4 separate regions of the Zea mays genome follow, and all the other regions are linked to region 4. A link is a contact called in public Hi-C data. All regions are on one chromosome and are shown on one strand. The core of a region is the stretch at or near the end of the contact, and the rest is flanking DNA. Distances in the headings are between cores, read along the strand shown. Region 1 holds the start of LOC103635449 (dnaJ homolog subfamily B member 11-like). Region 2 holds the start of LOC100280436. Region 3 holds the start of LOC100283650. Region 4 holds the start of LOC100383599.

What was found. Hi-C and Micro-C count contacts between places; a contact is called where the count stands out from the background.
Region 1: a contact with region 4 is called in a Hi-C map of leaf, with 2.7 times the contacts expected there. The contact joins the promoter of LOC103635449 here to the promoter of LOC100383599 in region 4. A contact is called at or near these places in 2 of 25 Hi-C or Micro-C datasets (both in leaf).
Region 2: a contact with region 4 is called in a Hi-C map of tassel, with 3 times the contacts expected there. The contact joins the promoter of LOC100280436 here to the promoter of LOC100383599 in region 4. A contact is called at or near these places in 3 of 25 Hi-C or Micro-C datasets (bundle sheath, leaf and tassel).
Region 3: a Hi-C map of ear shows a contact between it and region 4, with 2.1 times the contacts expected there. The contact joins the promoter of LOC100283650 here to the promoter of LOC100383599 in region 4. A contact is called at or near these places in 3 of 25 Hi-C or Micro-C datasets (ear, endosperm and tassel).

What each region holds. Positions count from the first base shown.
Region 1 is chr8:80,988,534-80,991,302 of Zm-B73-REFERENCE-NAM-5.0, forward strand. It overlaps LOC103635449 (dnaJ homolog subfamily B member 11-like), which reads right to left and starts at 1,305. Exons shown (of 10, transcript NM_001347061.1): 1 at 1,017-1,305; 2 at 605-753; 3 at 390-516. The coding sequence starts at 1,099.
Region 2 is chr8:80,578,934-80,582,012 of Zm-B73-REFERENCE-NAM-5.0, forward strand. LOC100280436 reads right to left here and starts at 1,770. Exons shown (of 1, transcript NM_001153357.2): 1 at 627-1,770. The coding sequence starts at 1,650. The coding sequence ends at 913.
Region 3 is chr8:80,647,897-80,650,990 of Zm-B73-REFERENCE-NAM-5.0, forward strand. LOC100283650 reads right to left here and starts at 1,283. Exons shown (of 7, transcript NM_001369887.1): 1 at 1,044-1,283; 2 at 654-794; 3 at 439-476; 4 at 54-104. The coding sequence starts at 1,125.
Region 4 is chr8:80,781,840-80,784,757 of Zm-B73-REFERENCE-NAM-5.0, forward strand. It overlaps LOC100383599, which reads left to right and starts at 1,665. Exons shown (of 15, transcript NM_001176247.1): 1 at 1,665-2,087. The coding sequence starts at 1,788.

The DNA.
Region 1 (2,769 bases), core at 55-2,554, 210 kb after region 4:
TAGCAAAGTGACACATTTGCTGATAAAAAAATCATTATGGTGGTGCTCTCAAATCCTACAGAATGGAAGGTACACATTCCAGATATGTCATATCGGAAATTCCATCTTGCAAGTTAACACATGTCAATGAGTCTTCTTTTTGGATAATCAAAGTGCATACAAGCTAGGTTACTCCCCACATTTGAGATTTCATCCTAAACTGTGTGCACCTGCTATTTTTACAGTTTTTTGGTATCATATGTATGCTAGTATCCATGAGATGCAAAAACTATGCTGACACATACACACCAACCTAGGGGCAAGCGGGCAATACAAGCATGATAATTGATATTTCAGTAGCAAAACTTCTAGTTGATCTGTTGAAACCTAATGATTAGCATCCACCTCACCTGCTAAAGATGTCCTGAATGTTCATTCCACCGCCACTTCCTCTCCCGCCTTGGAACTGCTTCAACCCCTCCTCGCCATACCGGTCATAGATCTTCTTCTTCTCCTGGTCCGTCAACACCTCATACGCTGCAACAAAATACATTTATTAAATTTACAGTGCAACTTATCAATTTCAGATTATCCATTCAATTGTAAAGTACTCAGCGACTAGTACCGTTGTTGATCTCAGCGAAGCGCTTGTTGGCCTCCTCGTTGTCGGGGTTCTTATCCGGATGATACTTGAGCGCGAGCTTGCGGTACGACCTCTTAATCTGATCCTCGGACGCGCCCTTGGGAACTTGCAGCACGTCGTAGTAGCTCTTCCTGCGTCATCGCCATCAATATTCAGTCAAATCACAAGCATTACTGATTAAACTGGAGGGGAGTCGAGCACACAGATCTCGACCTGACGCATGACAAATGAAGAGTAAATGAACCAGTAGAAAAAAGGCTGTCAAATGGGAAAAATGGATCAAACGATCTACGAGGGGGGTTTCGAGCGACAAATCCGCCAGTAACAGAAAGGATTTTGAGATCTCGGGTAATCCACGCCAGAAACAACACGTCATCAGAACCCATAAACCTACCCAGCAATGGCCACAGCGAGATTCAGGAGGACGAAGAGCGCGGCCGCAAACCGCGCTGCCCCTCCCTTCCCCGGCGTCGCCATCCCGCCCCCGCCTCCTCGAGAGGCCTCGCCGCACCTCTCTCCTCGGCCCTCACAATCCGGTGTTTCCGCACGGTTGTCAGCTACGGTTAACGATCCCGAGCGTGAAGAGAGACAGCTTCTCCCTCGCCGTTCTATCCCTCGTCGTCCTCTTCGGCTCTTCCCCGCCGCCACCGTCGCCGTCCTCCGTCTGCTGCAGTGGCCTTTTGGTTCCTGCGGTTTAAAACTTTCTAGAAGGAAAATCGGGTGCCTGTTCGTCGGAGAGGGGCGAGTGGGGGGACGTGGAGCGTGTGACGTGGACCAATAGAGTGCGGGATACTGGGCTCTCTGACGAATGGGGTAGGTCCACGTAGATACGGTTCGCGCTTTTGCGGTCAGCCGAAATTGCTAGGTTCACTACAAACGGATACACGTCAGTAATAGACGGAGAAGCGGCCGATTTTTTTGTTTTTAGTCATTTTTCGAAAAAAAAATATATTTAGACATCTCGATAACTTATTTCATGGTTTAAACTCTTTACTCAGCGTTATAGCCTATGGCACCAGAGCAACACAGCTCGGTGTCATAAGCTATAGCGTCAAACTCGGACGTGGCATCGACGACCAATGACTGTGTCACACCCGGATTTAAGTATTAAACCTAGGTGCGTCTCAAATGTATGCTAAGATCAAGTCTCACACATATAACGACTCATAGTACAGAAACGAATGTCACATCTTTAATATATAATAAAATTACGTATAAAATAGTTAAATAATTACATCATACGAAGACAACGATCCAGCAACCATAGTTGACTGGAAGACGACGGCCTAGACTTCTCATGAACTCATCGCGACATCTTTCATGCTCCCCATCATGTCGGTACCTGTTCTTGACCTGGTGTAGGATCTAGGACACCGGCTAGAGGGGGGTGAATAGACGGTTTGACTAAAATAAAATACACTAGAGAAATTTAATCAAAACAATAAGAGCTAGTTTGGGAACATCGTTTTCCCGAGGGATTCCAATTTTCCCAAGGGGAAAACGGTGTTCCCAAACTAGCCCTAAGAGATATAAATTTACTAGCCTTGATAAGTCAACAAAACATAATGAGCAATTTATGCTAACACTACAAAAGATAGACAATGCACAAATTACTAACTACTTGCAAGTAATGAGTAAAATGTGAGAGAATGACACCAAAATTTATCCCGTGGTATCGATGATTTGCCGATCACCCATAATCCATGTTGAGCTGGAATTCAAGCTCACACTTGCTCTTCTATCAAGACAGGGCTTGATCTTTGAGCCAAGTGGACAAAACTCACTCAATACCTCGATTCCACTTGTGTCACCTTTGTCGCTCCGGCGAGGTGGGCACGAACCCCTCACAATCAACACTGCGGCTCCTCCACAATATTCACGGAGAGCTCGACGGAGACAACACCTGAGACGTCTAGGAGACGACAACCTCCAAGAGTAACAAGTCGATGACGCTCGTCCAGTGTACCGCCTAGTGCCTCAAAAGATCACAAAGGATGCAAATGCACTAGAACTTTTCAATCACTCACTAGAATGCGATCTCAAGCAACGAGTGTGAGAGTTTGAGTTAGAGGATCACAAATGAGTTTAATGCATGCTAGGAGTGGCCAAGAGAGCCCTCACACACAAGCTCTACTTCTATTTATAGT
Region 2 (3,079 bases), core at 520-3,019, 200 kb before region 4:
AGGAATGAGCAACTAACCAGATACGTCACCTGAGTCCTGAGGACATAATCAAGAGCAGCCATGGAGGATCCATGGTAATGCTGCCTGTATATATATGTATGTAGTTGATGAAGCAGGTGCGTGAGGAGGAAGAGGAGAGTTGAAGAAGAAGGGGAAAGAGGAAACTGCTCTGCGCCGCCTGATGCTCCCGTCCCGTCCGACACGGCGACGGCGTGCAGCGTGGCCGACAAACAGATGCGGAGGCGGCGGCGGCGTGCCTGCCCATGATGGATGATGCTCTCCGTCCAGTCCAGTTTTGTTCTTGCTTTGTGCGTCGTCCAAGTCAGCCACTGTTAGCAGTGCCATCTGACTGCGGCCCACCAAAGGTATTAGTGAGCCCAGGCCATCATGTAGCGCTGGGCCCAGTTCCAGCCCAAGAATGTTTATTTTAGCTCCTTCGATTATCACAAAAATCACACCTTTTCTCTCTCAGCTATAAAACTGGATTTTTTAGCTGTGATGATTTGTTTTTAGATGCCTCTCTGTTCTGTTCTGTTCTGTTCTGTTCTGTTCTGTTATGTAGGCTGCTGATGAATATATAGCAGCGATAAAAATCCAATCATCCAACTGAAATGAACTGATCAATTGGCTGTCTGCTGTACTCGATCGTGTGTATATATATAGATATAGATACAATCTGCTTGACTGATTGGGCTCAAAATTGGAAGAACAAAATTAAAAAACAAAAAAGAAGAAGAGGGAGGAGGATCCTCTCGTACGTAGTAGTCGTCGTCTTCATCGTCATCATCTCCAACCTCGGAATCAGGCAATTGCTTCAGTAGTAGTTAATTAACAATCCAATCATCACTCAGTAAATAAGTCAGCGCTACTACGTACGTACGTACATAGGAACGAACAGATGGGTGGATAGAGTCAGTTATCGTTTGGTGTTTTGTTCTTGTTCTTGTCCAGGTCCGTTGCATAGTAGTTGCAGGTGATGAAGACGCCGCCCTTGAAGCACTCGGCTCGTGCGCAGCCGACCTTGGTGCTCCTCTTGCCGACCATGAGCGCGAAGTGGCCGCACTCCTTGAAGACCTTGCCGTACTTGCACTTCTCCTTGTCCTTGTCGTAGATGGCCTCCTCCTTGCCCCACCAGAAGACGGCCTCCCTGGCGGTGGCGTTCCAGTCGTCGTAGCTCCTGAACACGCTCTCGCCGTACTCGTGGCCGCTGTGGAGGATCTGGCAGTCCTTGCGCATGGCGTTGGACCAGCGCCGCGCCTGCCGCGCCAGCTGGTTGTCCCACTTCATGGGCGGCACGCCGTAGCGCGCGCGGAGCTCGTTGTGGGCGTCCACGAACTCCCGGGCGATGCCCCTGTACCACCCCGTGCCGTTGGTCGGGGACACCAGACCCTTCTCCTTGGCGTACTTGAGCATCTCCTGCTGGACGACCTTCTCCGCCGCGTACGCCTTCTCCTTGGCCAGCTGCCGCTCTTTCTCCTTGTTCTCGTCTTCCGGCGGGGCTTGCTGCTCGCTGCCGCCGCTTGTCTCATCACTCTCAGGAGGTGAGTGCAGAAGCGAGGACGAGGAGGACAGGGCGGCGGAGGGGAGGACGACGAAGGCGACGAGGAGGAGCAGTGCTGCCATGCCGCTGCTGGTGGGCAGGCGGGCCATGCTGCAGGTTATGGTGGTTAGGAACGCCCTCCTCTCTTGCCAACGTTGGAGTTGGGAAGGAGGGGGCCGGGGTCCGTCCGATCCGGCGTGACGGGAGAGCGCGAGGGTGACCGCGGGCGGCCGGCGGGGAGGAGTACTGTGAGGGCTCCCGGCCTGACCCTTTTAAGCATGCGTGTGCTTCCATTCTTGGCTCTGTGCTCTCCAAAAGATGGATGGCCATGGCAGTGCCATGGATGCAGACAAACCAGGAGCACCACCGCCCTTTTTTTGGCCATACTGATTGAGGTTGAGGCCGGCCTGCTGGCTATTTTCGCCTATATATCCAAGCATTATTAGCTAAGGACAAGCCAAGGGAGAACTAGTTCATGGATAGCTAGCTAGCTAGCTAGTGCAAGCAGTGTGTAGAATGAATCGAATGGCGTCACAAGTTGACTGTTTGTGTGTTCAAATTTTCGCCTATATATATATTCTGCTTTCACTGACCACGTCAACGTAACAAATCATTCAAATTTGCAGCCCAAGGATGATTGAAAATTTTAGGCGCGGCCTTCTTTGGATTGTGGGAATTGATTCCCTGCCTTCCAAATAACACCTCGTATTTTTATATCTAAAATAAAACAAATCGTCAATGTTCGATTGTAGCATCTATGTTTCATCAGGTTTAATGATCAACATTTCATCTCCTTCAACGTCAGTTTGGTACTGTTTACGTAGTGCAATTTCAACAAGATATAGGGATCAAGGTTCACAAAACCAGTTGCTTAGCAAAAACCACGCCGGGACCGATTAATCGCAATAAATCGGTAGAAACCGGCCAAATTCAAAATCAAACCAGTTCTTGAATTGAAACGGCTTGTCCATTGCTTAGCAACAAAATTGACCACATTCTTTCCTGCCTTCGAAAATGGGCTCGTATCAATCATATCCTTGTCTGCACCGTTTGTGGCTTCTCCTTCCTAGGAGGTGTTCTTTCAAACATGCATGGCACGTACACCCTCTTGGGAGGAGCCATCACTCGCCTCATACATGCCACCACTCGCACGAGCACATCTCCTAAGTTCTCCTCCTCTCTCGATGCATACAATGCAAACCGCAAACTCTTCATAGTTCTCATCGTATCGTTAGACTATTATGGCAATGATCCTAGGCTTCCTTTTGTGTGAGGTTTGATTGTCTATTTGTTTCCTCCTACGAGACGAACCTGCCAATGCCACCCTCCATACCTCCTCCGTTATCCTTGCTTTCCTTTTATCTTGGCCCTTGTCAATCTTCCACCGAAAAGTAATCGACAACGTCCAGCGGAATCAACACTGCGACAACCTTGCACATTCCCCGCACGTGATGCAAGGTGTTGTTTAAAACGTGTAGCCCCCTTCCCAATGTTTCTTGCAATACTTGCACTTGAATATGGGAAATATGTTGTCCTCCT
Region 3 (3,094 bases), core at 33-2,532, 130 kb before region 4:
TCCATAATTGCATCTGAAGAAACTATGGTGTTGTGACAGTTGCTAGTACTGACCAGGCCTCTTTGGACGCCATCAGGCTTGATGGCAATGAAGGTGCGCTCCATCTGGAATTACAGCAGAGGAGTGTTAGACTGTTAGTAAGCTTGACAAAAGGGGAAAAATCACCTGACATTAGCTCTACACAGGCATGCTAACTGGACATGGAAAAGGCGGGGCATTCTGTAATTAGGATGCCAAAATTACATGGGAGGAGCCCAGAGCCCACTCAATCAGTTTGAGTTGGCCTACCCCGCCTAACATATAGGCAGCATGGTGATTGGTGAAGCAGTGATTTTAGAGAGAGAGGGGGTGGCCATTGCTCCGGTATTATTGGACCACACGGACCCAACAGAATGCAAGGGAAAAAACAGAAGAGACAAGAGAATTAGGGTAGGGTACCTCTGCAGCATGAGCCTCCTGGTCCTGGAGCATGTAAACTACACGCGGAGAGGACAGACAGGGAATTATTTGTCAGAGGGAAAATCGTAACATTCGAATGAACATAAGCATATCGGATCTGAGTGACTGCGGTAAGATCCGAATCGGAGCGATTACTGTTAGATCAGAGTGGTGGGGGGTGGGTCGAATCGGATCGACGACGAGTGCGTACGGACCTGCAGCTGGGACTGCGGCGGCGATGGCTCCCCACCCCGACGCGGCATGGTGGGATCCCTGCTTGTGGTAGGATAAGTAGGCGGTGGGGAGGGTCTTCCTGCCAAAGTTGGTGAGCGTGGCGAGCGCGGCGGTGCGGCCCTCTGCACATCACACATCACATCAAAGACGGATTTTTTTATAACTAATAACTATATCTCCCGCTCCTAGTTAGGAAAAAAAACTGAAACCTTTGAACAATCAATCAATCAGAAACTCCCCCCTCCCGGCGTGATTCGGATTGGAAATTGTGGGAATACTAGCGTAGGAATGAATTAGATTGCATGGCATTGCACAGGAATCCAAGGGTTGGCCCAAGGACCACCCAAGGAATAGTCAGTGAATATACATACCGGCGGCGAGGACGGAGCGGTGAGAAGCGGAGAGGACGAGGGACCTGGCGGCCTGGAAGAGCTTCTTGGAGGCGGCGCTCATGGCTAGGGTTCCTTTGGACTGGGCTAGAGGATGGCGATGGATGGATGGGCGCCGTGCCGGTGCGGTCGCTCGCTGACGCTCACTTCGACTGATGATGTGCGCTGGGTGCTTCCAATTAATTAGGCACGCGGAGGGATGGCGTGGCCACGCGTTAGCCGCTGCGGCCGGAAAAGCACGCGATGCGATTCCTCGATGGGTGGACGAAATCTCGCTAAATCGCTTGGCCTGAGGGAAAAAATCTGGCTGTATAGAAAATCTGAGTATTATTAGGATTACGTGCGGATGAAGATAAATGTGTCCATAGGACTCAGGATCTAGAAAGTGACGGATTCTTACTATTGCAACGACTCAACCTATTATGTGTTTATGTTGATTTTGAATGGTTTTACCCAAACAAATTTAATAGAAGCTGACTGAAAAGCTAAGCGTTTGCCAGTCCGCAACAACTTTTGGTGGCCAGAAGCTCCAAAAAGCTGAAACAAACAGCGCTTATTAACGAGACTCGATTCGACTCGTTTTAGTTTTATAGCGAGCCAAGCTAATATTTCAGTTCGATTTTCTAATACACAAGTTTATGTAGTCGTTGGTGTCGTCTTATCTCCTCGTAGTCTTGTATTCTCGTAGTTATGATCTATGATATGGACATGTGTGGATGTGTGATGTACTTAAACATTTGCATTATTATATGACTACGTACCTACATTGCATATTTAATATTTGATTATTGGATATGGTTTTGTAAACTTTGTTTTATCAATATTTGATTATTGGATATGGTTTTGTAAACTTTGTTTTATCGCAGCATATGATGTTAGTGTTGTACTGTCGGGGACCATAATTAGGGGTACCCTCAAAACTCCTAATTCTCAGCTGGTAACCCCCATCAGCATAAAGCTGCAAAGGCCTGATGGGTGCGATTAAGTCAGGGATCAGTCCATTCGAGCGACTCGATCACGCCTCGGACAAGGGCAGCCGACCCCAGAGGGTTTCCGTCTCGCCCGAGGCCCCCCTCCAACGGCAGACACATCTCCGGCTCGTCCGAGGCCCTGCCTTCGCTAAGAAGCAACCCTGACTAAATCGCCGCGCCGACCGACCGAATCGCAGGAGCATTTGATACAAAGGTGGCCTGACATCTTTATCCTGACGCGCGCCCTCCGGCAGAGCCGAAGTGACCGCCGTCACTTCGCCGCTCCACTGACCGGTCTGACAGAAGGACAGCGCCGCCTGCGCCACTCCGACTACAGTGCCACTCGACAGAGTGAGACTGACAGGCAGTCAGGCCCTGCCGAAGGCACCATAGGAAGCTCCGCTCCGCCCGACCCAGGGCTCGGACTCGGGCTAAGTCCCGGAAGACGACGAACTCCGCTCCGCCCGACCCAGGGCTCGGACTCGGGCTAAGACCCGGAAGACGGCGAACTCCGCTCCGCCCGACCCAGGGCTCGGACTCGGGCTAAGTCCCGGAAGACGGCGAACTCCGCTCCGCCCGACCCAGGGCTCGGACTCGGGCTAAGACCCGGAAGACGGCGAACTCTACTCCGCCCGACCCAGGGCTCGGACTCGGGCTCAGCCCCAGAAGACGACGAACTTCGCTCCGCCCGACCCCAGGGCTCGGACTCCGCCCTGGCCTCTGCCGACGACCTCCGCCTCGCCCGACCCAGGGGCTCGGACTCGGCCTCGGCCATGGAAGACAGACTCGACCTCGGCTTCGGAGGAGCCTCCACATCGCCCAGCCTAGGGCGCAGGCCAGCCACGTCAACGGGAAGCGCCATCATCACCCTAACCCAAGCTGACTCGGGCCGCAGGGAACAAGACCGGTGTCCCATCTGGCCAGCTCCGCCAGATAGGCAATGATGGCGCCCCGCACGCTCTGTGACGACGGCGACTCTCAGCTCTCTTACGGAAGCAGGTGGACGTCGGCAAGGACTCGACCGCTCCAACAGTTGTCCCTCCGCCAGGCACCGTCGCTCCT
Region 4 (2,918 bases), core at 415-2,914:
TGACGCGCTCGACGGCACAGACGCGGTAGACGGCGACGAGGAAGAGGACGACATTATGTACTGTCTGCGGCGGCGAGCGATTTGCTTCACGCTGGCCAGTTCACCGGTGGCGAGAAAATGGAAAACACGCAGCCGTTTTCTCTGATGAAGAAGCCAAGGTTTCTCTGTGCCAGCGCGTAAAGTTTTTCCATTGCGGCCGGGACCGACCTTTATAGGCCCAAGAAAGCGCCTCGGGAAACCAACGGCCCCACAGTAAAATGTCACCTCCCAACGGTCATATTTCAACCCCTCCCTCAAGGACTACTTCAACCTGACGAGGGCAGCTTTCGACCATCTCCCAGAAAAGACTTCGGGACCAGCTCACCAAGTTGAATCGGCCCCTCGGTGGGCTAGTGTTGGAGCGAAGGCCGACTGCCCCCTCGATCAAACTTCTTTAACTTCAACCGAACATGTTTTTGTCGCAGGTACAGGAAGCGAAGGGTATTTCAACTGGTATCAGAATCGAGGTCTTCGACCGGAGCTGATGGAGACGTCGGAGCGAAGGACCACACTGTTTAAAAGGGGACTCGTTGTAGCCTCGCGAAGGCGCCCCCTTCGGCTCGGACAGTTCTGCACGACGACAGTCCCGACGAGGTTGCAGGTCGGCTTCACGGGGTGAAGGGTGCCGCACGCGGGCGAAGGCCACGTCGCCCAATGGCGGGGCCCAGGCTGCGTTCCGTCGTCATTTGGGCCCATTTGTAAGCCCCTCCTCGGGGTAGGTTCCGTTGTACATCTAATCAGTCTGTACTTATCATCGCTGTAATGACCTCATTAGGGGGATATTCAAGAGCTATAGCAGGTAACCGGGGGCATAACAGTACTAGGGGGCACACCTACGTGCTCGGTTACCTATAAATACCCATGCACTGTATATAGACGGGACACGCTAAACAAGACGCTATAGTTCCCTACTTACTGTTTTGTGGAGCACCTGAGTTCCCTATTTCTCGAGTGATTTGGCCCACCTGACCACGTGTTAGTCGGTCCCAACAGTTATATGCTGCTAGCAACCACAAGTTCAAAGAACACAATCAATAATCAAATATTAAATATACAATGCAAGTATGCAGCCATAGAATAATACAATAATGCAAAATTAATCACATGCCACATCCATACATGTTCATATCATTGATCATAACTATGGAAGAGCAAAACTATAAGAGACAAGGCCACACTAAGGACTAGATAAACTTGTGTTGTGGCTTGACTTGACTCACCTCGCTCGCGAGCTAACTTGCGAGTTAGCCTAATCTAGCTCATTAAATAATCGAGCTAGAATACTTGTTCAACTCGCTACAAAATTAAAACGAGTAGTTGAGTTACTAATAAGTCGAGTCGAACAAGTTATCAAACCATAAATATTTCATCTAACCTTTTATAGATTAAAAAATATGACCGTATTTATCCATCGTATTGATTGGATCAGGTCGGTTTTTTCCAGACAGGTCGGGTCGGGTGGCTCCATCCTACATGTAAACCACGCCAGCAGCTGACCTAGCGTCCACTCATCTCAGCAGCTGACCTGACACTGAAAATGCGGGTCCCATCGCCGCTGGCCAGCAACGCCTCTGCCTTCTTCCCTCGGCCTCCGCCCTCTGCTTCTAGTCTGCCAGCTTCGAAACCTCCGCCCCGTCGCATAAACCCCTCCTCGCCTCCTCCGCCCGAGCCTGCCTCCTCATCGACTTATACGCCTCCTTCTCTTAACTCGACGCACTAGCCTCAGCCAATTGTCGCATTTCGTCGCTATGGGGTCCACAGCGGCCGTCTCCGTCTCCGCCTCGGCGATCGCGTCCCGCGGCTGCGCCAGATCCGAGGCTGCGCGGCGGCCAGGTGGAATCCGGGTCTGCGGACTCCGGAGCGAGGCCCTCACGTGTCACTCGCTTCGGATCTCGCAGGCGCCCGCGAGGCTGATGGTGACGAGGCCGCCGCCGCCGGCGGCGGCGACCAATGGCGCGGCGGCGGGGAGCTGCGGGTTCGACTACGATCTCGTCATCATCGGCGCGGGCGTCGGGGGTCACGGCGCCGCGCTGCACGCCGTTGAAGAGGTCTGCTTCTTTTATTGAGTGCTCGGTGACTCGGTGTAGAATCAGCACGGTGTTTTAGTGAGTAGTGTCTGTTGGGACGTGGAATGACTAGGAATCGTAAGTTAATGAGTAATCCTGGTATAGTTGAGCTGCGAAATTGGTCTGCCATGAGATGCGTCAGTATTGACCAGAAATGATAAATGTGATGCCTGATTGGTAATTTAGCATTAGAAATGGAAATTTTGCTTGAATTGATCATGATTGTTGTCGGGAATATATCCTGTGCAATCAGTCATGCTGGTGCAACCGTACAATCAAGCGACCGAGTGCATCCAATCAAATCCAATGGTGATGTTATTTTAGGTGGAAGAGGTTAAATGTAAAATAGCTACTATGTTTCAGGTGGAAGGGGTTAGATATAAAATAGTAGTCACCGTTATATTTTGATTAGATGCATTCGCTTTATTGCATGATTGCACCAACATGACTAATTGCACAAGGTATGTTCCCATTTTGTCTGTGTGATAAGGATTTTAGATCGATGAGGTGGTGAGGTGCCACTAGGCTAAGGTTGGTGGAAGGCCTAGACATGTGCCTGTAATTTGGGTGTGAAACTTTCTTGCTAGCAGTTAGTTTAAAACTTGAAATACTTGTTACTTTTGGTGCTAGCGCACAGAGCGAGCCATTTGCAACCTATGCCTAGTCTAAAACAATTCCTTTTTTTTTGCGAATTTGGGTGCTTGGTCAGGGACTACCATCGATTACTTGGGTGAATTTGGAGGTTTGGTGCCCTCCATACCATTGTTTTTTTAAGATCCAAGTACATATTGTTCTGGCATTGCATACCATTGT